Linked DNA regions of Mus musculus: all the other regions are linked to region 1. A link is a contact called in public Hi-C, HiChIP or PLAC-seq and promoter capture Hi-C data. All regions are on one chromosome and are shown on one strand. Each heading gives the region's core, a stretch centred on a gene start, on an enhancer-like site or on the middle of the called end of the contact. The rest is flanking DNA. Distances are from core to core; before and after follow the strand shown.

Region 1 (3,301 bases), core at 515-3,014:
TCAATCACTAATACTTTGCATAATTGGATTCTTTTCCAGTGTTATAGTCTGGGTTTCCAAGTTCTCTTGCAGCACAGATGGAAAGGGAATTGGGTGAAATCTTAAAATCATGACTCTAACTCAGGGCTTCTCACTGTATAATCATTGCTAATTTTTCTAGCGTGGGCACCATCCTGTGCTGTGCATTGTAGGAGAGCTCTTAGCATTGGCCTCTGTTCAGTAGATGCCAGTGGCACCTCCTTCCTGGTTATGACAGCTGAACGCATTGTCAGATGTCCCGGAGAGAGAAACCAGTTCAGCTGAGAACCGCTGTTCTGGAGTGAACAACAACGCTTTACTTACGGAATTTTTCCTTCTTTTTCTTTTCCCATTTTTTAACTGTAGCATCTGGGGCCACTGTTCAGATGACAGTCTTCAATATCCTGAAGGCAGGTCCTCATAGACAGCATGAGGCCTGAAGGGATACTCAGGTGGTTCTGAGAAAAAATGTGAGTCTTAGGAATCAGGGAGTTTGGGGTTAACCGTCTCTTATTTGTTGTTTTGGATACAGTTCAGAGCAATGTGAATGCCCCCCTTTCCAGTTCGGTTTTGAACTATTCATTCTTGTTCTAGCTTAGAAGCACACAGCCCCCTAGTTGGATTTTTGACTGCAAAGTGCCGCTCCATCTCTGGCCCAAATCCTGGTATCTAACATTTGGCCCAAACTAGTTGCAGGCTGTGGCCTGTAGGAAACAGACAGGTTTGCCAACCCCATACTCTACCAAAGCCGTTTGATGGGATGGTTAGACAGGGACTTCCACAGTTTACTGCAGCAAATATCATTCAGAGTCCTGCCCATGTTTTCTGGATGTTGTGCTGTCTCTTGTGGGGGAGAGGGTAACCCTAACCAAGGAGGCCAGGTCTTCCCCCCCCCCCCACCACCCCTTAAGCCCAGAACAACACGTAGCTGATGAGAACACCTCAAAGGTTCTTTTCATTTTTATAGTCACGTTTCATGTTTACTTTCCCAGCAAGGCAGGCAGAAATCATGAATTTTTTTTTTTGAAACAGATTTTTCATAGGAAGGAACCAAACACCCTGAGTTATCAGCAGCTTGTCTGTGCCTCTGAACCACCAGCCTCCTGTCATTCAGTTGAATCAGAGGACACTTGTCAGTCACCTGCTTAAGGTGTCCACATTCTCTGGCTTGCATGTTTCACTGAATCACAGGATCTGTGAGCAGCAGCTAACCACAGAGTCAGAGTCGTGGAAAACGGCTTCCTTTCCAAGCCTGTCTCCTTGCTTCAGGGATAGTGAGGGAAGAGCGATTAATAGCCTGCATGAAAGCTTAAGGACATACGGTTTGCTTGAGAGGAAAAGTGAATATTCTCACGACTTGATCTCTGCCAACTTTATATGGGCCCAGCTGCTGCACAGGGCAAACACACTAGTCCAGAGTTAGCTATGCCCCTAAGATGTGTGTCACCACAAGCCACCGGCCAGCACTGAAACGCAGGTTTCCCTCATCCACACAAAGGAGCTCTATCCTCAAAGGAACTTTGTTTCTTGACCAGCTCACTAATTGTGATTGAAAACACCAGCTCCCCAGCAATGCTCACGCATCCGAGTTAGCAGAAACAAGACAGGCCCTAATTGCTCCATTTACATAAAAGTAGAAACATACAACTTCTAAATATAAATCTCTGGCACATCTCTTCTTTTGCAATTACAGTAAAATAAGGTACCAGTTTCCCTCCGGGCTCCTCCTCACAGCAAGCTGCTCCCGGGGTTCGCTAGTGGCTGCTCCTCCAGGCAGCACCGGGCCAGCGTGGAGTTGGAGCTTTGTGAAGTAGCCAGTAAATCAGAACGCCTCCGCTAGGTGCAGAGCGCGGTGGCAGCGGGCCACTCTGCCAGTGCGGTAGTCGGTGGGACCGAACTCTACACTCGGGAAGGGGCAGTCTGCGGGTGCGGGGCCTGAGCTGCCGCTCGCCTCCGTTGGCCAGGAGACCGGCAGCCCCACTGCAGGTCCTGGTCCCTGACATTCCCTGGCACCGAGGGCTGGGATCAGAGATTCCCGGCTGCACTCACTGAACAGTGATTTTTTTTTTTTCTTTCCCCTCCCTGAATTCTTTAGCTGCCAAAAGGGGGGGAAAAATCAAGAGCTGCGCTTTTAAACGAAGTTGCCCTTGCTGGTGTTCAGGGTAAAAATAGAGGCGGCCGCTTGGACCAGCTTGGCCCCTGAGTCCAGGCGTCCCGCGAGCCGGGCTGGAGCTGCGCATTCGGGAGTGATCCCTGGAAACTGCCAGCAGGTGCTGCTCAAGGTACGGTGGCAAGCTGAAAAGGGACAGGGCCTGGGTGCAGGGAGTCTCCGCGGGAGGGGCAGGAAGTGAAAGAGAAACCAACCCCGCTCAGAGCTGCGCTGACCAGCGCACGCCCTGGGCCCTGGAATTCAGCTGGGAAACGCTGATCCTCAGCCCAGAATATTCCACAGAAGCATTTTAACCTACCTGCTTCCTCCACCACCCCCACCTGGATTTCCATGGAGGAGAGGAGGCTTTCCCAAAGTGGTTCCAGCTCTGAGGTTGGGGGAGATTCAGCTACGTCATAGCTGCTAGACTGGCTTAGCAGGTTGGCACTTTCAGGGTGTCAAAGGCCAACAGGGTCTCAGAGTGACCCTGTGTGAGGCGGCCCCTGCAGTCAGGGTCTTGAACATTCTTATGACACACATGCTTAAGAAACTACAGGGATGCTCCGAAATAACATTCTTTTGTGACCACTGAGTTTTGATCCTGAAATTATACATCCCACTTTATAGATGGAAACACTGAGGCTTGAGTTTAAATTAGGAGGGCGCCCCGGAGCTGGGGTCTGATTCGGGCACTTTTCTGTGCCAAGCCAGTCTACAATCTACATTCGGGTGCAAGTGGGACTTTCCCTGAAGTTATGTGTGAGGCAAGAAATGAGTTTAGATGCTCAGGGATTCTTATCAAACAGCATGGAAGTGCCTCTCTTCCAAAGGTTTATGTTCACCCCGGGGTTGGGGTTGGAATGGAAATGACTATCACTGATTATCTTTCTGTCTTTGCCACCCATATTCCTGTCATTTTCCCCTGCAACTTTATTTCCTACTTCAGTTCTCTTATGCGGATCTTAGAATACTCCTTCCCCTTGCCCCTCCCCTTCCCCCACATATAGCTAGCATCCACACTTTGAAAGCCCTCAAGAGAGACCCTTTCACAGACAGCTCCTGGTGTCATAAAGAAACCTTCCCCACTTCACATCAGGAGACCAGAGCCTCTACAGTTTGCTTATGGGCACAGTG
Region 2 (3,301 bases), core at 489-2,988, 930 kb after region 1:
CAGATGTAGACTGCTGGCCTGGTGTGTGTGAAGTCCTGAGTTCATTCCTCAGTAAGACAAAACCCAAATATCAATAACAAAAATAATTACCTCATGTTAATAAAATAAGAGTAACATTCTAGCCTAAATTACTGTTCTCATCCATACACCGAGTTAGTATATTTTCTTAGTAATTTATTATGAAGGCTATTTTCTTTAAGAAGACATTCTTAGGAATGTTCAAAGTTCATCACTAGAACAAGAATCTATGGTCAGAAAAAGGGTGTGAACAAATCTGCTGTCCCTGAGCCTACCTCTATCATCCTCATCTCTAATCTTATGCCCTCTCCTGGGAACTCATCCTGTCTCTGTGATAATGTCTCAACATAAGCATAAAAATATTTTAATTTATTTTGGTTACTCGTGTATGTGTGTGTGTGTGTGTGTGTGTGTGTGTGTGTGTGTGTGTGTATGTGTATCTATGTAATAGAGGTCACCTTTCAGGAGTCAGTTCTCTCATTACACCATGATACCAAACTAAGGTCCTCAGGTCTGCACAGCAGAACTATCCCAGGCCCCACTATGTGCTTTCTGCAACAGGTTAACAGAAATGGACTGAAGTATTGAGAACTCTCTTCTATGCAGTGAAGCAGAATTAAAGGGGAATGAGGAGAATGCTACACACTGACTTCCTGTGTATATGAAGAAAAAACAAATGGAAAAACAATATTTAATAACACTTAAAAATTAAGGGATCTTCCTTTCTTCTCTCGAAAATCACTTTTAAAATACTAAGGTAATACTGTAAATTTTAGGGAAATATTAATGAAAGTAAAGGGCAAAAAAATCCACACACTTATCACCACCAAGTAATTATTACTCTTAATAAATAGCATTATTATTAACTAATATATTTATTCCTTCTTAAAGTTTGGGCAGAAGTCATAAACCTCAAAATATAAATCTCAGAAAAATAACTGTCTACTATAAGGATGAGTTTTCCAAAATAACAAGCTCTAAAGCAAATGTAAAAAGGATATAAAGAGAATAGCAGCCACTTGTTATTCAATAGCCACCTACACAAGTTGTCTGAGCAGCAGTTCAGACACTAACTCAAGGGTAGGAAAGCACTAGAGTCCCATCCACCTAGCACATAGCACCCCTTTTAGAGACATCTATCGGCAGACCTCTGTACTTGTAAAAAATTTCACTTACCCCCCAGGCAGTGATATGCATCATTTCTATGTGGTCTCAAGTTTCAACACACAATGTGACCGACCCACATAGCTCTGTTACCTAAAAGCACATCCCTATATGGTGTGCTACAAACATATATATATATCAAATGCCTCTGCATTCACACATGCAAGAATGCACTTGAATACTTGTTGGAGTCTCTTTGGCCTTTTTTATTCCCAGAGCTGACAAACTTTTCCTGAGTCAAGAGTCAACTAGAACTTATATTTTATTGTGAGTTCCATCACTATTGGTTTTGTTTTGTCTTTGGGTTTTTTTTGGGGGGGGGGAAGGTGGTCAATTCTACTAATGTCCCTTAATTCCTGGGGAGTATGAAACAGAAATTTAGTACCAGAAGCCTAGAGCAGAACTAAGAAAGCCTTGAGAAGAATCATCTTGGCTGTAGAGAAACAGCATATCTTGTGTGTAACGAAGAGAAGCAGCTAGCTGATCTAGCCTTCAAGGAGGAGAGTGAACGCCCCACAGAGAAGCGAGCTAGCTTTCGTCAAAAGCTCATGTGGTGCCAAAAATAGGAAACACGCGTATCCACAAGAGGAGTTCCATGCCTGAAGAGTGGGAAAGGACAAAGTCGGCGACAGCAGGCTTATGGTGTCCTTTGGTAAGTATCTTTGAAAATACTTCCTCTTTACCATTTGCAAGATTTATAATGGCATTGTTTCTGCTTTAATGAACTCCATGCTGGTCTCTGAAAATTGTTATCTCAAAATGTTTCAAACTCCTCAATGTTGGTGTTTTAATTTTTTTTAAAGGCAACTCAATTTTAAAAAGGGAGGGCACACTAGGAACTCCAAGTCCTGCCAATTTTTTCTTGCTGCCAAGTCCTATTAGTATAAATGAACGGTTTATTTTAAGAAATGCCTGATAAATGAGTCCACACAATCAGTAATGAGGGGACTGTCAGCAAAGGAGAATCATTTCCAAAATTCACTTGGCATCGAGGAGCTAACGCCTTGTAAGCTCACACTGGGTTATGTGGCCCTAGCCCCTGTGGATGCCATAAATCCCCCCCCCCCCCCCACCCAGTGAACAGAGGAGTCACTGATAAGTAGAGCTGCTAAGTTTCTCTGTGTCCACTTACAGCTCTTGAAAACTGAAACCAAAGCATGGCCATCTTCAAACTTACCTCATCAGTAGTTTCTACTCTAATCCAAGGAGTTTGTTTTATAGTTTTTCAACTTCTCCCAGGAAAAAAAAACCATTAAAGACTTTGGAGAATCATGGTGAAATTTTTCAGAAATTAAAAACAAAGCCAGTCTCAGCCAAAATAGAACAGAGCATGATATGACCAGGGCAAGTTATAGAGTTTCACGACCTATAGGACGTACACACCCGCCCAGCTTCTTTACAGGTTCCATAAAACCTACACACTTGCCCAGCACCTGTCCATATCCCATAGGACTGATGCGTTTATCCAGTTCCTATCTACAGCTTAAAGGACCACACGGATCCTGCCCACAGCTTGCAGGACCTATAAGCACACCCAATTCCTATCCTCATCCCCATGAGGCTTTCTGCTTATATTGCAAATCACTGTTCATCCCCAACATTAAGATGTGGGATAAAGAAAACAAATAGATGGGCAGCTGAATAGTGAGATGTGATGATGCCAGTGAGCAGCCTGCACAGAGTTCCTCTGTGGCTCTGTGGGATAGAGTAACCCAATCATGTGGCACTCATATTTTTATAATAAAAGAACAACATGTAAACTGTGATACTGGAAGTTAAAGAACAGCGTCCCCCTTCCCCACAACTCGAATGGAGAATTGGCCCGTCTTAGAACTGTGTCTGATGGGAGGGAAAATGATGTTCTTTTATGGCAGCAAACAGAGGCCAAGCTATTGTGGGAATGCAAACTTTCAAACTTAGAGTTTCTTATCAGTGACGCCTCTCTGTGTTCTGTAGTGTTACAAAAGTTAATGTGCAAATAAACTAAACAATTCCCTTTAGTCCTTGCCCACCTTCCATCTTCCTTGGCCCACTAATGAATACTGTGCGATGAGTTTCTACTGCTTCTGCCGCTGCGCCATTTGCCAATCACCGTCTGAAAGACATCCACTTAGTTTTG
Region 3 (3,301 bases), core at 598-3,097, 900 kb after region 1:
TTTTAAAGGAGTATTCCAAAAAATTCAGATAGACTGTATGGTAAAAGCCAGGATGACAATAACAACATAGACGACTACTTTGGCAATGATGATAACAATGATGAAGATGAAGATGATACAATAGCAGCAACTATTGCTGACAATTATGAAGCTCTAGAAAATCTAAAGGTGTCTTGCTCCATGCTGTGCTATACAAACATCACATCCAAGGTCTGATTTTAGGCATTATACTTGCAACAAGAGAAATAAACACAAGTCAGAAAACCCAAAAGACTTTCTAATGTCTCAAAGACCTCTGGCTAAGCTTTCACCTCCTGACATGTTAGCATTTCCCCTTTCTCGTTCCCTGGTCATGTTAGTCTTCCTGGTGGCCCAGTCCCATGATGCCCCTTTAATGACCTTTCTTTCATTTTCATCCTCCTGCTTACCTCTCTTAGAATTCCTCATTTTTCTAAATGACCAGATCTCCTCAGATCAGTATGTGTATGTACTTCACAGTGACAGAGTTCTATCAGGCCCTTCAATCTGTTTAAGGACTCTGCCAGTAACCATGTTCTCTGCACGAATACACCAGTTCTCTTTCTTTATCTTGATAGCATATCTACTGTTGGCTATGATATATAATGTATTTCTCTCTTTCACTAAAGAAGGGTGACAAAAGAGACACACACTTGTGAAATGCCCTTCTAATTGATGAGATGCATAGTATTTATCTTGTATCTGTGAGTCTCACCTCTGCTGATCACTAACTCCTGCATGGCCTCATTCCTTGTTCCTTGGATATAGCTCTCAGTAGTCAGCTTATTTATATGGATACTTCTTCTTTTCTGTTACCTCGATTATTTTAACCTTTGAAAACAGGATTTGGCACGTGTCCTATGATCTATGGTTTTTTAATTTTCTTTTTTTTTATTCATTCTCTTAGCCTGCTCTCTCTCTCTCTCTCCCTTTCTCTCTCTCTCTCTCCCTTTCTCTCTCTCTCTCTCTCTCTCTCTCTCTCTCTCTCTCTCTCTCTCCCTCTCCCTCTCTCTCTCTCTTTCCTTAAAAAAGATTCTTGTAGTAATGGGGATTGAACCTCGTGGGTAATGCATAGTTGTAGGCAAGGCTTTAATCATTGAGCTTATTCACTATCCTCTTCTGAATTTTTATTTTGAAACATTAAGTTGTTTCCAAGATGGACTTGAACTTGTATTTCAACCTCACAGACAGCTGATATTAACAGCCCAAGGCTACTACTAGCAAAGTCTGCTTTCTACTTTTCTTCAATACATGTTCATGGTCTGATGACAACTTCATCAGCCTTTGTTTAAATTACCCTGATGGCAGTTTATGTCACTTGATCCATGATTTTATCTTTTGAATGACCACAAGAGCCCCAAAGGCTACTTGTGAAAAATCACTCATCACTATTTTGCATGGAACAGCACTTTGCCATGCATTATTTTAAATGATCAGAGAATTTTCAGCCTGGTTTTGGTCCCTTTATTTTCACCAACTCAATGCTTATCTTTTTATTCATTACTCCACTCCACCCATGGTGACCCAGGTTAGGTGTTCCATAGTTCCATATTCCTCTACAAATCAACCCATTATATTGAGGACAGTGATTTCTTCATTTGTCTCTATGAAGACCTCAGATTTGTTGTATTCAGAGAAGCAGTTTAGTCACATCTGTGTTTTCATCAACTAACACAGTGCTGACAGAATACAAGTCCATCTCAGTAGGCTCTAGGGGTTAGATAATAAATGACTGAGTTTTTTTTTTTTTTAGGCAGTTCCCTGAAGTAGCCACAAAAAAGAAGGAAGTTCCAACCACCTCATTCTACCAAAATCTTCAAGTTAAGAACAGGAAATGAAACACTGGGTCACAGTTTATAAACTCCACAATTCTCCCCTCAAGACTGTGAAGATAAACTCTCTTGTTTCACTTCTACCCTTTTTAGACTTCTTTACAACATCTTCATACAACTCTTATTTCACTTTTCATTTTCATCAACTCAGTTCCTGAATTTGGAGTTAATATCTATAATTAATTATGTATAGTGATGACCTCACCTACTAAGATTCTGTTATTCCATATGTAAAAAGGACCTTCACATGTACATGCAGCAAGCTTGAGATAGCACTGTGGGCTAAGAAGAAGAATTTATGAAGAACCTAATGAGCTAAATTCCACTATCTAAGTTTCCCTAAATTATTACTGGACTTATGTAATCATCTATAATATGTAGTTTGCAAGTATTTGTTTAAGAGAGAGAGAGAGAACAAGAAATCAAATGTAGCATATACAAGTACATAATTAAATGTCACAGTTTTTTGATTTGCTCATACTAATCTAATGAAAAATAACTTTAACATTATATACATTACATATAATATTATATATATAATATATTCTATTATATATAATTTTGTTCCTGAAAGAAAAGTACTATTAAGAAAAGCAGAACCAGGCTTTGATGCAGTCAACGTGTCTGTAGGTACAACATAAGTGAAATTAAAATCAGGTACAGTCCCCTCCAAATCCAGTTTTTCAAGACATATTGCCAAACTGATGCATTTTGTAAGATTTTAATTCATTCAGATCCGAGTAAGAAATGGGCATGAATGACCCAAAGTCACTTAGCCATGCCACTGAGATAAGCACCTGTCTATAAGAACAACCAGAGTGACTAGACTGAGAGGCGAGCAAGTTATCATTGCATGGTTTCTTCCTTGGCCTGCTTAAGAATGGCCTCCACTCTGTTTCTTATAAAATCTTCAAGGGGGCAACAATTGCATTCATAAGAAGGAAAACAATCTGTTGGAATGACACATACAAGAGAAATTTCGGTATAAAAGAAGGGAGCTGGGCCACTTACAGCCCCTTAAAGATCAAAAGGCCCTTGGAAGAATGTTCTTCATGCCCAGCTCCTTATCCATACACACAGCTGACTGGCATCCTTATTAGGTTTGAGCAATAGAAGGACAAAATATTTAAACCAACTGGGCTTTGGGAAGCTGCAGAAGAGTAAGGCTTGGGGAATGGAAGCAATGTCCCCTGGGAACATGGCTGGATGTAGACCAGTTGGGCAGTAAGGGAGAAAACAGTGCCCAAGCATATGGCTACTTCTCTTCAGAATATCCCAACTTGGCTGAACATAGTTACCACAGATCGAAAGCATCTCTATTCTCCAGAAGGCTGTTTCCACTTATTTCTCCTGCTCAGACTTCTGTTGCTGGGTGTCTCAGGCCCTCTATCTTCTGGAAGGCCCAGAGACCAGAGACAAGAGGCCAGAGGCCATTCTCATAGACAAGTCCT
Region 4 (3,301 bases), core at 571-3,070, 730 kb after region 1:
ACCAATGTGAAATATCCATTTCTTTTTTTTTAATATTTTTATTAGGTATTTTCCTCATTTATATCTCCAATGCTATCCCAAAAGTCCCCCACACCCTCCACCCCCCCCCACTCCCCTAACCACCCACTCCCACCTTTTGGCCCTGGCGTTCCCCTGTACTGGGGCATATAAAGTTTGCAAGTCTAATGGACCTCTTTTTCCAGTGATGGCTGACTAGGCCATCCATTTCAGAGAGGCGTGCTTCACAGGAACCAAAGTATAAAACTCTTGTCTAAATGTAAGCATTTACCCCTAAGTGCATATATACATATACATATACATATACATATATATATATATATATGTTGTAAGGCATCTGTCAACATCCTGGCTACCCAACACTATAAAATGTTCCTATATTAATTAGCTCTGGTCAGAACTCATTCTTCATTCTGACAATCTGGGTGGTTGGTTGGTTGGTTGGTTTGTTTTTTTGTTTTTCAGTTTTCTCTTTGGATGTGTTTGGCAATTGCCTTGGCATTATAACTTAGTATTCACCAGCATTGTATGCTTGTGGCAAGAAGTGAATCTGTAGCCATACTTCTGTGCTGTTGGAAACTAGAGCTTCAATTCCTAGGTAGGAAATTGCCACTTGAGAGCAGGAGTCCTAATCTGTAGTGGCTTTTTACAGATGTTTATTAAAACATTGAATTTCCTTAATGAACAGAAGGCCCAAATACATCTATGAATGAGTGGAATGACATATATACCTTCAAGCAAGAAAAGTAATTTCTGTTCCAGCAGCCACTATTTATCTCTTGTGTCTTAGACTGTGGCTCTGTTATTTTAAATCTGTGGTTTCAATAATGAAACTTTTCAGAATTAACATATGGAACTGCATTTTTGCTAAACTATTTACTTCTCATTTCTTGCTTCCAGGTTTAGTTTAACATGATCCCTCCCTTTAGCTACCATGCTTTGTAGAAATGTGTTCTCTTGCAGAGCCAAGGAAATGTAAAACAAAAATGACACACACACACATGTCCCAAAAGTACCCATCTGTTCATTCACCCTTCTGGAATTTAGGAATTTTTTCATATAGTAGAATTGAGACTTTTCCCCTTTGACGCTTAGATCTGCTAAATCTATGAGAGCACAAGGTGGCTCTAGAAAATCAGATAGTGTTTGTTATTTGCAATGCATTTGGTCCTCTAGGTAACAAGGTGTTATTTTCACTTTAAGAAAAAAGAATGAGCATGGAAATAAGTGCTTGGAGCACATAAACTGGGACCATTTTACAGTGGTGAGTATTGAACACAGAAAATGATGAGTGGCAGCCTGCTAAGATCTCTATTTCACAGGAAAATACCTCAGCTAAATATAGGCAAAGGGAGTCACTGCTCATTAAAGCCATTTTCTGAAATATGTTTCTTTAAGATTACTCTTTAAATGTATTTTTCTATAGTAAAAAGAAAAACAAAAAACTCAGAAACCTCCCAAGAGCCCTGTTTCCCACCTTGCACGACGAGAAAGGTTATAGTGCAGAACATCCTCAGACAGAAGCGGTGCTGAGTGAACATTTCTGATGTAATTGTAGGCCAGGCAGTGAGGCAGCAACCAATGCCATCTTTCTCAAAAGGAAGTTAAAAGACTCCAATTTGTCATCAGGGAAGTGGGTAGGCATATCTATAGCAAGCCCATATTAGCCGTCAACCCATGGCCAGGACATCAAGGTAATGGTAAGGAGGCATAAGCAAATGTTCAAGCACAGGATGACAAGTGTGGATGCAGAGAGCTGGGAATTTGCCAAGTTCCATTGATGCTTTAATGATGAATCAGGTCCTGGTTGAAGCAAATTCATTGTCCAGAAGCAGTATGTAAGAATGCCAGAGAATGGTGGCTGCACTGTTCTTAGGTAATAATTTATTTGATGACATTAGTTTGAAAAGTAATTTGTAAACAGAAGGGTCTCACTGTGTGTCCTGGCTTATCTGGAACTATGTAGAGCAGGGTGCTTGCAAACTCACAAAGATGCACCCATTGTTGTTTTCCTGGTGCTAGAATTAAAAGTTCATACCACTATGCCTAACTATGAATTAATAATTTTTAATAATTATTTCTAAACATTAAACATTGCAAAATGGGTTTGGAGAGATGGCTCAGTGCCTAAGAAAACTTGCTGCTTGAGTGTGAAGATCTGACTTCAAGTCCTTAACACACACACATTGAAACTAGGCATAGCTGTGTATACCTGCAAACTCAATGCATGTGGGACAGAGACAGAAGGATTGCTGAATGCCAAGATAGCTTCTGTCTCAAGGGAGCCTTTCACTCTGGGTGTCCTTCTCCAACTTCTGGTTATCTGTCAACACACACACACACACACACACACACACACATGTAACATGTACAGATACAGAACACACATATAACATATCCAACACACATATCCATTATACATATATTCTGTACATAGATGCCATACTCATTTACCACACATATATGCCACATACATACATTATATACATATACCAGACAGAGAGACTGCATACAACAGAACATATACTATAACGCACACAAACACACACACATATATGTGTGTATATATATATATATATATATGTGTGTGTGTGTGTGTGTGTGTGTGTGTGTGTGTGTGCCAATACATAAAATATATTCAAAATAGACATATAACAAACTTACCACACAGATACATCACTCACACATATATACAAATACCATACAAAACACCATACACATATACCAAACGTATATACTATACACATCTATCACAAATATATGACATGTATGACACACACAGATGTTGCAAATATACTATGCATGCCACGCACATACCAGATACACACATACCACCTGTTTATCTTACATATAAACTACATAGCAATGCAGATAATGTACAGAAAACAAAATAATAACAGCCTAACCCAGTATGTTCACCTGCTGAATGCTCCATCTTTGAATGCAGATTAATATATTTTGTTTTGTTTGGCTGTTGTATTAGCCTTTAAGATTAAATGCTATAGATCTATTATCAATAAATTACTAGACAATAAAAGTTAAAATATATAATAAATTTCAGAAAAAATTTCCCTGAATTGCTGAGAATGCTAGAGAGCACAAATTACACTTCAGTGACTTCAATAACCAACATGTTCTTTCAGGAGGTTTTTGATTGGCAAGACACCTTTCATAAGATACATTCTAAGTGTACTTCTTCTTGCTATAATAGAATATTAACATGTGTGCAGTTCATAAATGTTTATTTCAGTTCATGTTTCTGGGATCTTCTGCTAGGAAACAC
Region 5 (3,301 bases), core at 561-3,060, 700 kb after region 1:
TACTTCTCCAGACTAGTTATTATGATAATTAATATGTGTAATGTAGATGGAACAGTGCCAAGCACCGTTAACTATCAAAAATGCACGGTGAGTGTGTGGTTGGCTTGTTACTGCCTGCTTTCATAAGTAACAGCTTCCCGTACTCCCACTTGACAGAGTGCCCCCAAGGAACCTGGAATCTGTAAGTTGCCTTTACCCACAGAACACAGCCTCTTAGCACCCAGCCCCTGGGAAGTTCTGTGAAATTACAAATATATTCAGGTCTTAAGACTTTTCTTACCACTGAGAAGAGTCACAGAAGAGAGCAAAATCAAGCTATGGTCCCCCCAGTTTCCTTTTAGTTTTTACTATCTGCTTGTCAATCCTTCAATGTTTTACTGTTTGTACTACTTCTTGGCCCATTCAATTGCTAGGGAAGAGGATAATTTTGAGATAGTCTAGGGTCCCGTGAAGATAAGGCCTATAACAGATGTCTTAACCTCCTTAACCATTTCTAACCTTTGAACAACTGGCACAAAGCATTCTCATGTGAGTTAATGAGTTCTCTGTCTTTGGACCTGGGAGCGCTGCTAATTAAGCACCGCCCACCCAAACATTTTCAGGTGGTACACAGAAAAAGAAAGTCAACCCTCCCAACAAAGCAGTGGGGGTTGTAGCTCAGGAGGAGGCCAGGGACAGACCCTGATGGAACCCACACAGGGAAACAAGCACTGATAGATAGTGCACAGGGCAACAAGCTGGGAGGAGGCCCCTTTTCCCACCGTGCTCAGAGGCTTTTCTGCAAAAACGTGTATACAACCCTTAAAACCCCACTTGTAAGAGACAAGTGAGATGGAAGGGAGACGCTGATAGGAACAATAGCAAACTGACTTTACTGGGCTCATAGATCTACTCTACATTGGATTGTACTTTGGCTCATCCATGAATCACCAAAATTTATGTTCTATACCCTCATCTTTGGAGGTGGTGTCTGGTGAGTTAGTATCATAGTCAGAAGAGTCTCTGAGATAACCTTTCTCTGCTTCAGCACTGTGAGTATCTGGAGCTGGGTAATAACGATTTGTGGGGTGATCTGTGCTTTAGTGTGAGTCAAAAATTTTGTCTTCAGCCCCGAAAGACCAGTAGCACCCTTCTCTTACCTAAGTGATAAGCAATGTCCCCGGACATTCCTAATCGTCTCTTTAGCTACAATAGTGCCCTTGCTTGGGATCTGATGCTCTAGAGAAAGGGATCGAGAACCTTCTGATTCAAGCTCTTACTACCAATGTGCTGTGTGTCAATGTCCTGATAAGCAAGGGGACTATCCAAGTCGTGTTGTTAAAATTTTAACAGAAACTATTCTAATATCATGATAGGAGAGGGCCAAGCTCTTGGGAAGTTTTAATACATGTTCAGTACTTTAATTTCATTAAATTATACTTCTTTTTTCATGAGATGAGGAGATGAATAAATGGAGATGTTAAATAGCTTGCTACATTTTCAGTGGAGTATGTCACCAGGCTGGATTTAAAAAGCAGCCTCACTATCAGTATAGCCTCATGTCTCCCACTGGCACTTCTGAGGGGACACTGCAGGGAGACGCTAGGGCTGAAAATGCCAGAGAGATCTACTTGAGGTCCTAAGGAGAAGGGGGAAGACCTGGAGCCTGGTCCAGATAAAAGAAAAGACCTTTCCTAACTTCCCACCTAACATCAGAGCACAATTAGCCCAACCAAGCAGCCACAGCAGTTCTCTGGCATTTGACATTGTTTGTCGAGTCACAAGTGGTTACTATCAAGGATTACTATTTGTGTATCCATGAGTCACAGTGTGCCAGATGTGACAGTTGACCCAGACAAGGCACTCAGTCCAATCCCACGCATTCTGTGTATCAGGCTTACGTCCATTCATAAAACAGTTTCCTCACAAAATATAAGGCTTAAAAAAAAACCCTCAAGTTGGTTGTGCAATTCTGAGACTAGCTGCAATTGATTTTCAAGCCTTTACCCCCACGCCTCTCATACTTTTAATTCTGGATTAGTTCCTCTATGGTTCATGGAGAAGAGGGAAAATAGCATCCATCATTTGACCCCAGAAAAGGATATGACATATATAAGTAAACATAGGATAATAACACTGATTTTGTTTTCTAAATGTTAAAGCTACAAATCTCCTGGTCAGAATAAGACAGATGTTTTGTTCAAGCCCTGCTGTTTCCCTTTCTTTCTCTTTTCTTCTTCTTCTTCTTCTTCTTCTTCTTCTTCTTCTTCTTCTTCTTCTTCTTCTCTCTCTCTCTCTCTCTCTCTCTCTCTCTCTCTCTCTCTCTCTCTCTCTTCCTCTCCCCCCCTCTCTCTCTTTGTACTGAGCCACATTCTCAGAACAACAGCTAACAAAAGCCCTTAAACACACATGCGTACATACAGCAGTCTCAGTCTCAGGAGCTCAAGGTGTCTGGAGTAAGGATTAGAGAGGTTCAAGTCGGCTTTCCCCTTGTTAAAATTACAGCTGCACTGAAGATGGTACAGTATATCAACCCCGGCCTCAGGAAACTCGTCCGGTTCTCAGGAATGAGAAAATGCAGCTGTGCTGGATCAGGCAGAAGGTGGAGGGTGATGCTTTTCTTTCCCCATCACAACTCTATCCAGAAAGAAATGTCAGGGAGATGCCCTGCCGACCCTGGCAGCATCCAAGGGGGGTGGTGTTGAAACACACACATCTGTCATTTTTTAACTATTCGAAGGACAGGTATACATTGAAAATGGTATTGAAATGTACCAGAAATGAGCTCTGGGCTTAGTATTTTTGTTCCCATTTTTCATTTTCACTCTTTGTTTTCCTCCAGGGGTTGAAATTTAATCTCTCTTTTAGCAAAACAGAGCTGGCTCGCTCTCTCTCTGGCTTCTTTTTTTCTAGGATACTCTCGGTGCTTAGTCCACAGATACTCTGAGCAACTGATTATAAAGTCTGTGAATTGTCACCAAGGCTTGTTGTCAGCACAGAAATTATGGGGCAGGTGCTTCTCCATCCGGTCCCCTTCATCTATAGAAATGTCTGCAGCCCTGGTCACCACACTAATGTGCAGCTCTAATGCTTGTCACATGGTAACCACAAAGGAATCCCTTTACTTTTGCATACACTTGGGATGTTCATGTATATGCCCCTCTTCCAACTCTCTTTCTTTCTTTTTCTGGTGCGTGTGTCTGTGTGTGTGTCTGTGTGTGTGTGTCTGTGTAGCTCCTCTTCTACAAATGGTTCCACATTTCCCATGGGCCCCACTCTAGCAATCACTGGAAAAGCATGACTTCATTCAGTAGCTGTGCTA
Region 6 (3,301 bases), core at 267-2,766, 550 kb before region 1:
CCTCTGTTGATATTCCTGCACTCCGAGATGAGTGAAGGATGTTTCACTCTTTGCCTTACAGAGTGTTGTAGCGGAGAGAAAGCTTAAAAATGGCTAAGAAGTGTCTGGAGCCCCACACTGAAAGCTTAAGTCACTCTCTGCTTTTGTCTTTGTCATAAGCAACAAGTCACCAGAAACAAATAACGAATACACTGTCAATTCCGTTAAAAATTTTCCCCAGTTTAGCACGTGAATTTCAAAATGTTCTTCAAATTATTATAGCTATTCATCCACCCACTCTGCCTTCAAGACGGCTGCCACAGAGCACCCTGAGCACCAAGGCACTCCTGGTGGGCCAACTGCTTACTCCGGTATTCTGGAATGTCTCTTGGGTTTTCTTCTTTCTTCCACCCCCTTGAAATCCTCCCTTTCAAGTAACAGGTTGGGGTGAGTACCTGGATGGGGAGAGAGAGATGAGTGCACTGGCCCGTTGAAGTAACATGGGTCTTTTAAAAGAAACCAAGGACAGGCACTCTGCATCTTAAGGAAAAGAACCCCGTGCAAGTCAGGGTTCTCAGCTCAAGTCCCGGTTCCCAGCTCGGGTCTTTGTGTTCTTTGCAAAGTGGCCCACGGGGACAGTAGGCTGTACGGCGAGACGTCCCAAACGGAGTTTAACGCAACGGGGAGGAAAGTCTTCAACTTTCAAAAGCATCATCCCGCGAGAGGAAGTTTCAGGCTTGGCCTAGGGAAAAGTACCAGGAGGTGTGCGGGGGTGGGGCAGTGGCGATCTGAGAGGTCTCTAGAGAAGGAAGGGGAGTCCAGCCCGAGAGCGGAGTTGGGGGGGGGGGGGGCGAAGAGAGGCGGCATGGGCGAAGCGCCCGGCAGCGCGCGAGCCCCGGCTGCTCGGCTGCGCGGGAGCGCAGGCCTGGAGGGCTCGGGTGACATCACCCGCGGGCCCCTTCCTCCTGCCGGGTGGGTGGGGCCTGGCGCGCCGCGCGGGCGCGGGGTCAAGGAGGGGGAAGAGGAGGAGCAGGCCTGGATGTGTCTGTGTGAGGACCCGGGAGGGGCGGAGGCGGTGGAGCGCGTGGCTCCCGGCTGCCCGCGCCAGCCCTGCCCGGCCCGACGCGCGGCCTCAGTGCCGCCCCTCAGCGCAGCGCCCTGGGATCCGCGCGCGCGGAGCGGGACCCCGCCGGGCGCGGCCTGGAAAGGAGCGGGAAAGCAAAGTAAGGCGAGCAGTCTTCCCAAGTTTTTAAACCAACTTCGCCCCCTGCGGCGGCGGCGGCGGCGGCGGCGGCGGCGTCGTCCCGCGGCTCGGCGCGTCCCCCCCAGCGCTCCTCCGAGTGGCGGAAATTAGAGGGACGGGGCGGGGGTGGGGGCGCGCGAGGGAAGAAGGAGCCGGGAAGGAGAGCAGAGTCTGACCACATCTGTGAAAACTTGGGGAAGGAGGGCGGGGAGGAGGAGGAGCGCAGGAGCGCGCGGAGGGGAGCGCGAAGGGCGCGCGCGGCGGAGCTCAACTTTTGCAACCGGGGCGCTCGGCCTGGACGGGCCCTTAGTCGTTGAAAAGTCGACTTGACGGTCGGGGGGCTCCTTTCTTTCTCTTTCTCCTCCCACCCGCGGTTGAACCAAATCAGAACTGTCACTCAGGGCCGGTGACTCAGAGGGATCAGATTACAGGATCCCTGAAACTGATGCGCGGGCTGCAGCGGCGGGAGGGAGCGGACCGGGCCGCACCGCCGGCGCCCGCACACTCGTCCGCCCGCCCGCCGCTCCCCTCCTCGCCCGCTCGCCCCGTCGCCGGCCCACGCCACACCATGCCCGCCGGGGCCGCACGCTGGGATCAGTCAGGCCATCCACGGTAGCCCGAGTCCGCCTGCCGCTCCGCCGGCGCAGGTCTGTGGATTTGGGACCTGACAGCCAAAGCCGCAGGTACGTCCCGCCTGAAGTTCTTTGTTTTGCGGGCCCCGCAGCCCTCCCTGTCGAGCTTCCCGGCGGCGTCGGAGCGGCTTGTGTGCGCTCGCGCCTTCCCGCGCTCTCGGGGATCGGGTCTCGGCTCTCCGGACTGCAGAGCTCCTGCCCCAGGGCGCGCGGACCAAGTTTGCAGCGGCGGCGTCCGTGCCTACTTCTCGCCAAGTGCTGCGCAGAGCTCCGGGAGTCCGGAGCTGCGGCTGGTCCTCGCGCCCCCGCAAGCCGCAGCTTGGCTTGCGCGCAGCGCCTGGGGATGCGCCGAGCCGCCGCTGCCCCGCTCTCCAGGGTCCCGCCTTCACTTCTGAGGGTGGGGGTGCGGGGTGAGCGGATGGAGGGCGCGCCTCCGCGGTGGGAGAGGAAAAGTGAAAGTTGTGCCATCTGTGCGTGATTTGGAACTCTGTCTCTTCCTTTCCAGAGGTAGAGCAGAAAGAAAGAAAAGAGAAAGAAAGAAAAGTAGCCGTGGCCCTTGCGGTAACCAAGAGGCCGAATTTGCACAGAGCAGAGTTGGGTACGGATCACTCTACTCTGCTGGGGACACTTAACTTTCTGGAGTTGCAGTGGGACCCCGAGGATGTGGCAGAGTTAATATTGATCATACATTTGAATAGTTGGTGAAGCGACTTTTCAGCAGATGGCCACATGCCCTCACACTCGGCCCGGCCTTTGCTTATTATCCTTTGATGAACTTAGTATCCTTCTGTGAACTTTGTGCCTGTGTCCCGGAGTGCACCTTTTTGAGTACCAAGCCATACCCCCCCTCCCCCCAGGCTTTCTTGGCTGTGTGTGTGTAAAGACCACTTAGGGAAGTTTCCTGCACCGCGTTTACCCTTTCTCCTCCCCCAACTTGGTTGTAGATTCTGGCCTTGGGTACAGTGCTCATGGCCCTCTGCCAGTTTATATGTACATATATTTATGTAAAACATTTTCTCCCAGCTCTGTGCCAGCTGTTCCACATTTTCCAGCTGCCACTTCAGTTTGAAATGATGGACTGTCGTCCTCAAGTAAAAGAACTCTTTAGTCCGAGGTATGGAGGGCCGGCCGCTGTGCAAATACAGGGGCAGTGCCATTAGCCCCGCTGGTATTATTAGTTCCAAAAACACCTCGTGCCCTTCTTTTCCTCTCCTTCTCCTCCTCAATTACAGCTTTTCACAGCCCAGTACGTGCACTCTGCTGAACATTCAAGTGATTAACCCCCCACTCCCCTTTCTAAATGATTTTGTGCAGAACTTGGATGAGGCCGGCAGGCTGGTTAGCTAGCTTGCTTCTCTTTTCTTTCTTTCTTTCTTTCTTTCTTTCTTTCTTTCTTTCTTTCTTTCTTCCTTCCTTCCTTCCTTCCTTCCTTTCTTTCTTTCTTTCT
Region 7 (3,301 bases), core at 438-2,937, 530 kb after region 1:
GCTTGGTCAGTGGGCAGCTTGGACTCAGGAGTCCATGGCTGGGAGCACAGAGAGGCCTCGTCTGGGAGATTAGACGTGGCTCTTCAGAGGAAAACCTGCTCCATTGTTCCCCACAGTGGATCCCGAGAAGAAGAGGCAGTCCACGATTTTAAAGCGTTTATTATCATGGTGGAGAGTTGTGATGAGTGAAACTGTACCCTACTTTCTCAGGGTGGGCCTGAGGTTAAATACCTTTTACAGGGAGCAGTGTCTAGGAAGAAGAACTTAATTGACTAAGCCCTTCAAGTCTTTAGGTACCTCATTAAAATGGAGATCTGTGGTCATGTTCTGCCTACTGTCCCTTGTAGGATCACCTACTGAGAGTTTTAAACCAGAGTTTTAAACCTAACTCAACCAGAAACCAGGCTGCCTTTAACTGTCCCACAAAAGGGCACACCTCCTAATCCTTCCCAAACAGTTTCACCAAGTAGGAACCAACATTCATACATAGAAGCCTATGGATTCCATTCCCATTCAAACCACCGCAGTATCTTAATGGTAGAGCACTGCCTTAGCATTTGGGAGGCTCAAAAAGCCAATCAGTAGGTAAGTAAATAACCCAAACAGAACAAAACAAACAGCTTAGTGTTTTCAAATTGAGGATTGCACTGGAGTCTTTCCTCTTTGCTAAAACACTTGGAAGAAAAGCTTAAGGTAGGCAGGGTGTATTTTGGTTCAAGACTTTAAAATTTCAGACCATGATTGCAATCAGACTCTGTGTTACAGCTGAGTCATACAGTGGGAGAATGGAAAGCTAGTTGTTCACATGTTATGGGTCAGGAAGCAGAAAATAGTATCAGGGCCAGAGTCATGCTGTAACAGTCAGATGCACAATCATAGAAACAAATTTTGACTAGCTTCCCCAGCTTCCCCAGATAGCACTAGCTGATGAGAAAAAAGTCCTCAGAGGAGCCCTTGAAGGATATTTCTGATCAAAGGCTTAAGAAACACCTACTAAGGGTCAGCCTCTAAATACTTGACTGTTTCATTTTATATATTACATTTTCAAACTGAAAAAGGGAGGTGCTATGGACGAGAGGTTACAATTCCAATTTCTGGAAGAAAAAAAAATATTCACAAAAAGCTGGGCAGAAATCCAAATCCAAACCCTATCCATCATTAGCTTCCCAAAGCTTTCCCAGGTCCATCTCCATTTGGTAAAATGGATAGAACAAAATGTCCACCTAGTTATGACCCTCAAACCAGAAAGATGGGAAAGACAAAAATAAAGGGAAAGAGGGAAGGTAGTATAGAGGGCAAGGTGGGCATCTGGGAACAGATTTCACAAAAATAGAAATGCAATTAAGTTGATGTCTTCCAAAATGGTCTGGACTCACACACCTACAACCCTGCCTGTTCTGGCTTATCTCATTAAATGCCTGGTTATGGATGGGCAGGCTTGCCATCTGTTTAAATAATAGTTTTCTGTTCTCCACGAGGACTACAGTGCTGGAGTCAATTAAAGCATCCTTTCCACAGCTATCCATCTCCCTCTCAGCAGGAGCTCTGATATGCAGGACCATCCTGCCACCTCCACACTGGCGTCTGCTCCCAGCGAGAGTCTCCCTGCCTTCCCATCTAACCTCCCCTCCAGAGGTAAACCTTCCTGGCCATGATGCAGGCTATGTGAGTATGAACACCCACTCACAAAGGAACAGAAGACAGATTAGGAAAAGTTCCAGCACTTTTCTTCTTGGCAATCCCAGAGCGACGGATGTGACTTCCTGTGAATTCTAACCATAAGCTATTTTCAAAACTCAGTTTTAAATTAGTGGGCAATGATGGAGTTTCTTTCAAAAGTGGCATCTTTAAAGCTAGATCTGGACAAGGAGGCATGGAGTTGCCCCTCTGACAGAAGGAAAGGGATGAAGGATGAACCAACAGGGACGATCGGTGAGGTGGCAGAAGCATGTGCTAGGGGGATTATAGGCATTACTTATGTGGGGAAAGACAGGCTTTCAGGCTATTTTAAATCAGGAAAACATACCAAGGTGTTTGAGATAACAATTTGTATTTATTTACTCAAGAAGCCACTAGTTTTAATAGCCTAATAATCAATGTATGTAATTCTTATCGCCATCTGATAAAGATGTTATTTTTCTGATTCTGTTTTATAAATGGAAAAAAAAGTAACAAGGCTTAGAATTTGATTGACCTACTTGATGTGCTGAAGGAATAAATCTGCAGTCTTTCTTCAGATTGTTCTCAGTTGAATAATCAATAATGGATTGGACCAGGACACTTTCAGAAGTATAATGCTGAGCTCTGGAGAATTACTCTAGGATTTAGGGTTGTGCTGGGCAAACTGGAATATATAACCTTCCTGATCAAACTGTTTTCTTAATAAATAAGATTTTTAAATGTGTCTTAAAGTCTTTTGAGAAAATAAACCACAGGAATGCACATAGATATATGATGACAGAATTTATTGTGGAAATTTTCTGATGGTTGGGAAACCCTGCTGCTAAGATCAAAACCTGACATTACCAGAAAGCCCTGAGCTTGGTGCAAAATGGTGAACTCCCTTTGTCTTTAGGGATTTCTCTTCTCTACCTGGGAATCCTGGATGCTACCCTGACTACCTGAGGAACATCCGGCAAACATCTGGCAAAGCTGCACCTGAGATCCCTGGAATGCCTCCCCATGCTAATGAGGCATCGCAATAGCTTAGCCTTCGGCCCAGCCTAGATTTTCTCACCCACGTCCACAAAACTATGTAACCCTTGGTTCACACAGAATAAAGTATATGCACACAAGCTGTTTTGTTGAATACTGTCTGAGAGAGCTGTTTCACTGAACATCCTCTAAAAGAGCTGCAACATTCAAGAGATGTCACACTGAGATATCCGGGACAAACTTCTGCCCCAGTCCCTAGCTCTACTCCCATGGACCATGGAACTCAGTTCAGCTCCATTCTTCCCTGTTTGGTGTACTGCAGCACCTGGACACCACAAGGAAAGAAGCAGAAAAGTGGAGCCACAGCTGATAAAATTATGGATGCTGAGAAATCTCAGATTGGAGAGTACTGAGTGGTTCACAAGACTGGACATCATGGAAGCTGATGATGTAACTCCTAGTATGAGGCCTAACCACTAAGAAATGGGTCCCATTCTTCGGCCAGGAAGGCCCAAGAACTTAGAGCCCTTATATCACAGGACAGAAGAGGATAAATAGATGTCACAGCTCCAAAAGAGAGTGTGGACTCATTTGCCCTGAGTGCTCTGTAATTGCCAGCACTGACAAGCACTTAGCCACACTGATA

What was found. Promoter capture Hi-C pulls out the DNA fragments that hold promoters and counts their contacts. Hi-C and Micro-C count contacts between places; a contact is called where the count stands out from the background. HiChIP or PLAC-seq counts read pairs in DNA pulled down with a chosen protein or histone mark.
Region 2: an H3K27ac HiChIP or PLAC-seq map of cardiomyocytes shows a contact between it and region 1, with 9 times the contacts expected there. The contact joins the enhancer-like site here to the promoter of Inhba in region 1. A contact is called at or near these places in 11 of 39 promoter capture datasets (the C10 cell line, embryonic stem cells, frontonasal cranial neural crest and 8 more), 2 of 15 datasets of contacts at CTCF or cohesin (the NIH/3T3 cell line and stem cell-derived epiblast-like cells), 9 of 484 Hi-C or Micro-C datasets (the HL-1 cell line, Th1 cells, cardiomyocytes and 2 more), 11 of 115 datasets of contacts at active chromatin or transcription factors (bone marrow-derived macrophages, cardiomyocytes, embryonic limb bud and 4 more) and 2 of 9 other capture datasets (embryonic stem cells and macrophages).
Region 3: an H3K4me3 HiChIP or PLAC-seq map of bone marrow-derived macrophages shows a contact between it and region 1, with 6 times the contacts expected there. The contact joins the enhancer-like site here to the promoter of Inhba in region 1. A contact is called at or near these places in 21 of 39 promoter capture datasets (the 3T3-L1 cell line, 3T3-L1-derived adipocytes, the C10 cell line and 12 more), 3 of 15 datasets of contacts at CTCF or cohesin (the NIH/3T3 cell line, large pre-B cells and stem cell-derived epiblast-like cells), 25 of 484 Hi-C or Micro-C datasets (3T3-L1-derived adipocytes, the C2C12 cell line, the HL-1 cell line and 14 more), 11 of 115 datasets of contacts at active chromatin or transcription factors (the NIH/3T3 cell line, astrocytes, bone marrow-derived dendritic cells and 5 more) and 2 of 9 other capture datasets (embryonic stem cells and macrophages).
Region 4: a FOXA1 HiChIP or PLAC-seq map of pancreatic cancer cells shows a contact between it and region 1. The contact joins the enhancer-like site here to the promoter of Inhba in region 1. A contact is called at or near these places in 14 of 39 promoter capture datasets (the 3T3-L1 cell line, the C10 cell line, the HPC-7 cell line and 9 more), 1 of 15 datasets of contacts at CTCF or cohesin (the NIH/3T3 cell line), 15 of 484 Hi-C or Micro-C datasets (the C2C12 cell line, bone marrow-derived DN3 thymocytes, bone marrow-derived macrophages and 10 more), 18 of 115 datasets of contacts at active chromatin or transcription factors (Th2 cells, astrocytes, bone marrow-derived macrophages and 14 more) and 1 of 9 other capture datasets (embryonic stem cells).
Region 5: a contact with region 1 is called in a FOXA1 HiChIP or PLAC-seq map of pancreatic cancer cells. The contact joins the enhancer-like site here to the promoter of Inhba in region 1. A contact is called at or near these places in 10 of 39 promoter capture datasets (the 3T3-L1 cell line, HPC-7-derived erythroid cells, cranial neural crest and 6 more), 3 of 15 datasets of contacts at CTCF or cohesin (large pre-B cells, pro-B cells and stem cell-derived epiblast-like cells), 10 of 484 Hi-C or Micro-C datasets (Sertoli cells, bone marrow-derived macrophages, cardiomyocytes and 4 more), 11 of 115 datasets of contacts at active chromatin or transcription factors (the NIH/3T3 cell line, VIP interneurons, astrocytes and 8 more) and 2 of 9 other capture datasets (embryonic stem cells and macrophages).
Region 6: a contact with region 1 is called in a Hi-C map of embryonic fibroblasts, with 8 times the contacts expected there. The contact joins the promoter of Gli3 here to the promoter of Inhba in region 1. A contact is called at or near these places in 1 of 39 promoter capture datasets (the 3T3-L1 cell line) and 1 of 484 Hi-C or Micro-C datasets (embryonic fibroblasts).
Region 7: a promoter capture Hi-C map of hippocampal neurons shows a contact between it and region 1, with 5 times the contacts expected there. The contact joins the enhancer-like site here to the promoter of Inhba in region 1. A contact is called at or near these places in 7 of 39 promoter capture datasets (the 3T3-L1 cell line, embryonic stem cells, hippocampal neurons and 4 more), 1 of 15 datasets of contacts at CTCF or cohesin (large pre-B cells), 3 of 484 Hi-C or Micro-C datasets (cerebral cortex and embryonic fibroblasts) and 4 of 115 datasets of contacts at active chromatin or transcription factors (bone marrow-derived macrophages, embryonic fibroblasts and embryonic stem cells).

Annotation. Positions count from the first base shown.
Region 1 is chr13:16,010,087-16,013,387 of GRCm38.p6, forward strand. Inhba (inhibin beta-A) reads left to right here and starts at 1,765. Exons shown (of 5, transcript NM_008380.2): 1 at 1,765-2,004; 2 at 2,114-2,300. It also overlaps the pseudogene B230303A05Rik.
Region 2 is chr13:16,935,868-16,939,168 of GRCm38.p6, forward strand. All of the region lies in intron 13 of Sugct (succinyl-CoA glutarate-CoA transferase), which reads right to left. Among named protein-coding and RNA genes, the nearest start is that of Gm25020, 270 kb to the right of the region's middle. Within about 2 kb of position 1,739, at least 19 of the 459 cell types and tissues checked have an H3K27ac peak or open chromatin away from gene starts, as enhancers often do. A contact at or near this core is called in cardiomyocytes, where this site is marked.
Region 3 is chr13:16,910,599-16,913,899 of GRCm38.p6, forward strand. All of the region lies in intron 13 of Sugct (succinyl-CoA glutarate-CoA transferase), which reads right to left. Among named protein-coding and RNA genes, the nearest start is that of Gm25020, 290 kb to the right of the region's middle. Within about 2 kb of position 1,848, at least 19 of the 459 cell types and tissues checked have an H3K27ac peak or open chromatin away from gene starts, as enhancers often do. A contact at or near this core is called in bone marrow-derived dendritic cells and bone marrow-derived macrophages, where this site is marked.
Region 4 is chr13:16,744,866-16,748,166 of GRCm38.p6, forward strand. No RefSeq gene overlaps it. Among named protein-coding and RNA genes, the nearest start is that of Gm25020, 460 kb to the right of the region's middle. Within about 2 kb of position 1,821, at least 5 of the 459 cell types and tissues checked have an H3K27ac peak or open chromatin away from gene starts, as enhancers often do. A contact at or near this core is called in pancreatic cancer cells, where this site is marked.
Region 5 is chr13:16,713,946-16,717,246 of GRCm38.p6, forward strand. No RefSeq gene overlaps it. Among named protein-coding and RNA genes, the nearest start is that of Gm31711, 450 kb to the left of the region's middle. Within about 2 kb of position 1,811, at least 49 of the 459 cell types and tissues checked have an H3K27ac peak or open chromatin away from gene starts, as enhancers often do. A contact at or near this core is called in the NIH/3T3 cell line, Sertoli cells, heart atrium and 2 more, where this site is marked.
Region 6 is chr13:15,462,207-15,465,507 of GRCm38.p6, forward strand. It overlaps Gli3 (GLI-Kruppel family member GLI3), which reads left to right and starts at 1,517. Exons shown (of 15, transcript NM_008130.3): 1 at 1,517-1,905. Gm6556 (a long non-coding RNA gene) reads right to left here and starts at 2,412. Exons shown (of 1, transcript XR_001780862.2): 1 at 1-2,412.
Region 7 is chr13:16,542,329-16,545,629 of GRCm38.p6, forward strand. No RefSeq gene overlaps it. Among named protein-coding and RNA genes, the nearest start is that of Gm31711, 280 kb to the left of the region's middle. Within about 2 kb of position 1,688, at least 9 of the 459 cell types and tissues checked have an H3K27ac peak or open chromatin away from gene starts, as enhancers often do. A contact at or near this core is called in cerebral cortex and hippocampal neurons, where this site is marked.